2 separate regions of the Rattus norvegicus genome follow, and region 2 is linked to region 1. The links are chromatin contacts, called in public Hi-C maps. All regions are on one chromosome and are shown on one strand. Each heading gives the region's core, a stretch centred on a gene start, on an enhancer-like site or on the middle of the called end of the contact. The rest is flanking DNA. Distances are from core to core; before and after follow the strand shown. Region 1 holds the start of Farp2 (FERM, ARH/RhoGEF and pleckstrin domain protein 2). Region 2 overlaps Thap4 (THAP domain containing 4).

Evidence for each region. Hi-C and Micro-C count contacts between places; a contact is called where the count stands out from the background.
Region 2: a contact with region 1 is called in a Hi-C map of Schwann cells, with 7 times the contacts expected there. The contact joins the enhancer-like site here to the promoter of Farp2 in region 1. A contact is called at or near these places in 5 of 12 Hi-C or Micro-C datasets (Schwann cells, frontal cortex, kidney and 2 more).

Annotation. Positions count from the first base shown.
Region 1 is chr9:101,499,407-101,502,855 of GRCr8, forward strand. It overlaps Farp2 (FERM, ARH/RhoGEF and pleckstrin domain protein 2), which reads left to right and starts at 1,721. Exons shown (of 27, transcript NM_001108233.2): 1 at 1,721-1,768.
Region 2 is chr9:101,703,887-101,707,335 of GRCr8, forward strand. Thap4 (THAP domain containing 4) reads right to left here. Exons shown (of 6, transcript NM_001005564.1): 3 at 1,341-1,500. Among named protein-coding and RNA genes, the nearest start is that of Thap4, 24 kb to the right of the region's middle. Within about 2 kb of position 1,560, at least 11 of the 93 cell types and tissues checked have an H3K27ac peak or open chromatin away from gene starts, as enhancers often do. A contact at or near this core is called in Schwann cells, where this site is marked.

The DNA.
Region 1 (3,449 bases), core at 471-2,970:
GGAACTGGAATTAACAGACAGTTGTGAGCAGCCATATGGGTGCCAGGAACTGAATTTGTGTGTTCTGAAAGAGCAGCCAGTGCTCCTAACCGCAAAACTGTCCCCCCCAGCCCAGGAAAGCGACTTAAAAATATCCGATGGGATGGCCCAGTGGCTAGGAGTACTTGCCACATAAGCTGACCAAACTTGAGTTTGATCCCAAGACTCAAGGAGGAAGAACTGCGCGTGCGTAGGTGTACGTGTGTGTACGTGTGTGTGTGTGTGTGTGTGTGTGTGTGTGTGTGTGTGTGTGTGTGTGCGCGCGCGCGCGCGCGCGCGCGTGCATACACACGTTTTCTAAAGACCCGCAATAACAAACCACATAACCTGAAACTATCCTAATCTGGATGGGATTATCCTAGTCTGAGTGGGTGAGCAACCTCTTGGTTTTAGCTTCACACCTGTTTGTCAGCCTGACTCGTGAATTGACCACCCAGTACCATTGGAGCCTTCATCCTTTTGCTTTCTCAGCAGCGCACTGATCCTAGGCACTGAGGCTCCTGCTATCTAAGTCATTAGGTTGCTTATATCTAACCTCATTCTTGCCTTGTCCAGTCCAGCTCCTTTTCTTAATGATTGACATCACACTCGGTGGTGGTGGCAGTGGCAGTGGCTGGTTACAAGAAAGGGATAGCTAAGGCGGAGGAGAAAGTTGGGAAGCCTACTAACATTGCTGACCTAGTCAGCCTGTACTTCTAGGTTGCCTTGGGGATGCAAAGGCCCTCCCTGTTTGTCATAGGGACTTCACACCAAAGGCTAGTGCTCTGTATGAAATGACTTGGGGGCTGTATGGATTTATTGAGCCTAGACAGCGGTTGGTTCAGAGGGCTGGCTCCCTACAGGGCCATTCAAGTAACCAATGAAAGAAGAAAGTGAGGATGCTGCAAGTCACCGAAGTGGAAGGACCAAGATGCAGTCTCACCATTTTGATTTCTAGAAAGCTTCAAATCCAAAAGGGAACAGAGATGGCTTCGAGGACTCTTAGAATAGCCTGCCTCAAAAGCGACCCTTGAGGAACATCAGGTGTTTCCTCTATTCTCAGGTTGGGCACGACGGATGGGAGATAGGAAAGGAGCTGGCAGTTAGGGGATGCCTGACCAAGGATATGAATGCCAGCATAGTCCCGCGAGCTTGAAGTCCAAGGCCCCACCCAGAACCCAGGCCGCCCTTCTTGCCAAAGCCGGAATGTAGGCTGAGAACAGCCCGTATGCTAAAGTCCCGCCCAATGCCTACGTAGGGCCCACTCGCGTTCCAGAGTCCCAAGTCTGGGGTAGTCCTCCCTTGTTCCGAAGCTGCATCCAAGACGGAACCCTCCCCGCCGTGCCAAAGTGAAGACTAAGACGGAGAATTCGCGGCTCTCCTAAGTCCCACCCACCACAGCGTTCTCAGGTCCTAAAGCCCTTCCGACGGCCGAGGGGCCGAGGACCCGCCCAGCGTGTAGAGCCCTGTTGCACCCGCGGAGGAGCTGCAGAGCTTTGCTTCTGACTTTCTGGCGCTCACTCGCCCCGCCCTGCCCCATGTGATGACCAATCAGCGCTAGGTGCTGCGCTCGCAGGCGCTGGTCGGGAGGACCCACCCGCAGGCCAATCGGCGGTGCGTCCGCGGGGGGGGCGGGGCTGCGGCGGACGCGCGGCGGGGGCGGGGAAGCAGCTAGCTGTCGGGATCGGGCGGCGCGGGCACAGGACGTGGAGGAGGCCTGGCTGGCGGCGTCGCAGGCCGGTGTGGCACGGTGAGGACGTGGTGGCCGTGAGCGGGGGAGGGGGACAAGTGGCTCGGGGGCGGTGGGTCGGGCTTGGGTTTCCTTCGTTAACCGGACCTCAGCGGAACCCGAGCCGGACCAGGCCTGAGGCTGGCCGTCCACCAGAGAAAGTCCACGCCCGGCTCTGAGGCCTTCGTGAGGCGCGCCAGCTCCTCACAGAATCCGCGTTTGACAACACACGTCTGTGAATGGCCTGACTGTGGAGGGCGAAGGGAGGGAGAGTCTCGGGTCCAGACTGGATGTCCGCTGAGGACTGACTGGAGTGTTGCTTGAGTAAATGGGCAGTCTGGGAGGGCTGAGAGCTGCAGGGTTCCGTGGAGCCAGGCTGTCAGCAGAGTCCTGAGGGCAGGAACATCACACGTGGAGACCAGCTGTCGAGGAAGGGGGGGTGATCAGAGTCTGAGCGTCACTCGTGGACATTGAGTGTCCTGTAGAGGGCTAAGGGCCACAAGAATGCCCTGCTGAAGACCACCCCCACTCCCAGGCCAGTGCTCAACGAAGCAGAAGCCTTGAGAAGCAGCATCAGGAGCCACAAATGAAAGCCCAGAAGGTCATTCTTTTTTTCTTCTCAGCCTTTCCTTCAAAACTGAGAACTCAGGTGTTAATGTTGTTACGATACTAGGATCTAGAAGCAGTACTGGCCCATTGCGTTTTCCTCATCCCAGGTTGTAAGCGCCTTTGCCATTTACACACGTGGCAGTGATTTGTTAAGCTGTTTCGTGCCCCAGTAATGGTGGTGAAAAATAGATACGAAAAGGCATTCTTGAAGGAAATAATGTCGCTACACCGTGCTGAGAAAGAATGGAGAGACTTAAGATTCCAGGCAGAATCTTTAAAGGGGTGGCCTTTCTCCCTAGCTTTGTTCTGTTTCCATGAGGTGTTTTTGACTGGGCCACTGTGAAAATGTTTGGTAATTAGTGGGTAACGCTGAATTAGAGTCAGTCTTGTGGAGACAGTATTATAATCAGCAGCACAGATTCTCTTTGAAATCCTTTTGAAACGGGGAGGTATGAAGTAATCTTTACTTGTAGACCAAATAAAAGTTTAGTGAGTTTTGGGACACGGGAAGGCATTTGCAAAGCACTTTGTGGCTATCGAGTTGTCAGTTCTAAAGTCTTCAAAGGAGGGGTTGGGGGTTTAGCTCAGCTCAAGGCCCTGGGTTCGGTCCCCAGCTCCAAAAAAAAAAGAAAAAAAAAGTCTTCAAAGGAGAAGGCCAAGTTGCACAGCCTCCCCGTACCCCTATCCCCCACTGTTTTTTGTTGAGATATTTTCCATAGCCCCAGCTGGCCTCTAACTCCCCATCCTCCTCTGTCAGGCGTCTGAATGCTGCGAGTACAGTTCGAGCACGGGTGTGCGTCATGGCTTCCTAGGCACAACCCCATTTTAAATAAAGCAGAGAAAGACGTTGACTGGTGGGGTTGTGGATGCCTCCCTGGGATGTGTGTAAAACCAGCCATTGACAGAGAGGAGCTCAGGTATAACTCTCATCTGCCCCCCACCTTAGGTTCCTCATCCACAGAGTGGGTTTAGAATGTACTTACCTCAGATGCGAGTTGCCGTGACTAAGAAACAGTTTTTCAAAGCTGCTCAGATGCCCTGCCAATAAATGCTTACGTCAGTAACCGTTGCTGTCAAGGGAAAGAGTGACCTG
Region 2 (3,449 bases), core at 310-2,809, 200 kb after region 1:
CTAATGTCATCTGCTCATAGGATCGCACACTGTTCTAGTCAGGCCTGAGCTAATGTCACCCGCTCATAGGGTCACACACTGTTCTAGTCAGGCCTGAGCTAATGTCACCCGCTCATAGAGTCGCACACTGTTCTAGTCAGGCCTGAGCTAATGTCACCCGCTCATAGGGTCACACACTGTTCTAGTCAGCCTGAGCTAATGTCACCCGCTCATAGGGTCACACACTGTTCTAGTCAGCCTGAGCTAATGTCACCTGCTCATAGGGTCACACACTGTTCTAGTCAGGCCTGAGCTAATGTCACCCGCTCAGAGGGTCACACACTGTTCTAGTCAGGCCTGAGCTAATGTCACCCGCTCAGAGGGTCACACACTGTTCTTGCAGTTGGAGTCCTGGCACCTACACCAGGCAGCTCATGACAGTCTGGAACTCCAGCTTCAGGGAGCTGACACCGTCTGCCCTCCTTGGGCACATACAGAGACACACAGAGACACATAATTAAATAATTTCTAAAAATCTCTGAATGTGAAATGCTTCTGCAAGTATTTCACGAAAGAGAAACTCAAAATGCAGTACCGTAAGTTATTTAGTAAGATTTAAGAATAGATATTTATTGTATTTATTTGATTGTGTATACTTGTGTGTAGGGGGTCAGTGAATAACTTGAGAGTCATTTCTCTCCTTCCACCATTGTGGGTCCTAGGGCTTGAACCCAGAGCATCCAGCTTAGAGGCCACTGACCCATCCTGCCAGCTCCTAGTTAAGATTCTTAAGAACTCTGTAGTGGAGACTAAAGCAGAAACAGATTTTTGCTTTTGTATTTTATGTACTTTTAAAAACACGTGAGTTTCTGGGGAATAAATCCAGGGCTTAGACATGCTACGAAACCACTCCATCACTGACAATGTCTCCACCCTATTTAAAATTGCTAAGTACATACATTACTTTTAAAATCACATTTCAGCCGCCCTTAAAATACTTGCTAAACACCTCACCTAGCACAGGGCAAAAATAAATGAGGGCCCCACCCTCTTACTTCAGCGGCCCCGAGTAACAGATGTCCACACATCAGACTGACAGTACTGGTTGAATTAAACACACATCAATTGCTTTTCTGCTTAGATTAACTACCTTGTCAACGGGCCGTCTGCCTGACATCTTAAAGAATGCAACAGTGTAACAGACCATTTTTACCAGCCCCATGCCTCAGCTGCCAGGCTCTGGGAAAGAAGACAGAGCTTTTCGGAAGCGAATCTAAAGGTGCTGCCTGGCATGTCTTGGATCAGTCTGGAGTTATCTAAATGCCTAGGCAGTCCGGGAGCGTGAGCACGATGGGACTTACGAGAAGTTGAGCATAGGCTGACCCACATGGGAGATGTGCACCTCCTCCAGGTACTGGAAGGGTTGCAGTGTTGGGAAGGTACCAACTCCCGGCGGCTCTGACAGCCAGGTACCCAGCATCCAGGACAACGGCTCCACCACTGGATTCAGCTTGGGAGGCTCTGAAAACGAAAGGACGGAACAGTAAATGACTCACTTCCTCCAGTGTTGGCCATACTTTGGAATGTGCTTTTGCCACAGCAGCCACACACCCCTCAAATGCCCTGTGGTGAGATCCTCTTGGACCTCTGCAACGTCCAGAGTCCGGGGAGTGATGAAGATGCCAGGGAAGCCTGAAGTCCTTCAGCCCCCGAAGTCCTGGGACCAGAATGTAGCCCAGGAGGAACGGTGCACAAGGAAGGGAGAACAGGCAGGCTAAGAAGCAGATGTGAAAAGCAACAGGGCTGGAGAGGGAGGCCATGCTGGAGCTGGAGGCTGACAGCTTCTAAGAAAATTATCTCTCCCTTCTATTCAACTGTGCCTGCTTCATACCGCAGCAGAGGCTGTCTGCTTTACTGTGGGAAGGTGGCACACTGGCTGGCACGCTGAGGAGCTGGAAGCAGGGCTGGAGGACAGCGAGGCAGGCTGCCCTATGAGGCAGCTCTGTGAGGACCAGCTGAGTGCTGCATGAAGGTGCGGTCTGTAACTGAGTCACATGACCTCCCAGGTCACCTCAGCTCTCACTCTGACTCTGCCAGAGACTGCAGGGCCTCAGAAGGGTCACCAGGCTGATTCCCACAGGTGAGCAGGATACTTCTGGTGCCTTTGTACACCTTGACCCTGGAGTCTGGAAAGCGGCTCACAGAAGAGCGGGGCTGGAGATGGAGGAGGTCAGTGCAGGAAGACTCCCCATCCACCAACAGACACAGCCCATTCCAGAGACCAACAACTCATGTGTCCTGCAAGGCAACTAGGTCAGCGCTGGGAACGACTTCAGCTTTAATATCACACAGCTCTGAGTTGAAAGAGTTAGGAAGAAGATTCAGAAGAGGGAAGACCTTTACAGGGCCCCACAGGCAGAGAAGACAACTTCCAGGCATCAGCTGTCTCCTACCATGTGGGTTCCAGGCATTGAACTCAAGTTCATCAGACTTGGCAGCAAGTGCTTTTACCCACTGAGTCGTCAATATTTTTTTATTGGGTTGGAGAAATGGTCTAGCTATTAAGAACACTTCTTGCTCTGGGGAGGACTAAGGCTTAACTCCTAGCACCACATGACCATCCATAACTCCGGTTCCAGGAGACCTGATGTCATCTTCTGACTTCTTTCGGCACTAAGCACACCCTTGGTGTACATATATGTATACAGGCAAAACATTTTAACATACAATAAAATATATAAATCTAACACGAATTTTTAACGTATTGTTTTTATTTACATATATATTTGCTAGTCTATGTGAGAGTGTAACGGGTCTAATTCTGGACCTCTTTACTGGATAACAGGCAGACCGAGCTCCTCTACTCCTCTACTCTTAGGGTGCCAAGTTCACCTCCATACCTTAGTTAAAGCCTAAGGGGAAGGGAGTAGCTGGAAAACACTCCAGTGGGGTTTGTGATCTCAAACTGTAGAGAACTCAGTCATTTTGAGCAAGACAGGACAGTCTGCTGCCTCACTCAATGTCATGAACTCCAACAACACCTAAGTCCTCTGGTGTGGGACAATGCTGGTGCCTTACTCTGAAGGGGCCCCTGGCAGCACTCAACCCACAGGGCACTGTGTATGGAGAAGTGTATGCGCCTCAGAGTGTCTCTGTAGGTAGCCATGATAGACAGGTGACCTGTACATTGTCTGTGGAGGAAATACCAGTTCTCCCTTACAAGCTCCTCCCACATAACTACTAAAGCATATGAAAAGCTAGTTCTGTCAGCATGTGTGTCCTGTTGGTTTGTGTGCCGATAAGCTTGCATGTGTCCCTCATGCACGGTAGCATGAGTATGCATGTCTTGTGAGGTCCTGTGCCCGACAGCACTCCCTTCTCCATTCTCTTCCTCTTTTACTCTGTTGCCCCTGCAGGCAGGATACAGATGATCTACTCCTGCCCCCTAGGGTGCGAGGCTTGCAACAACA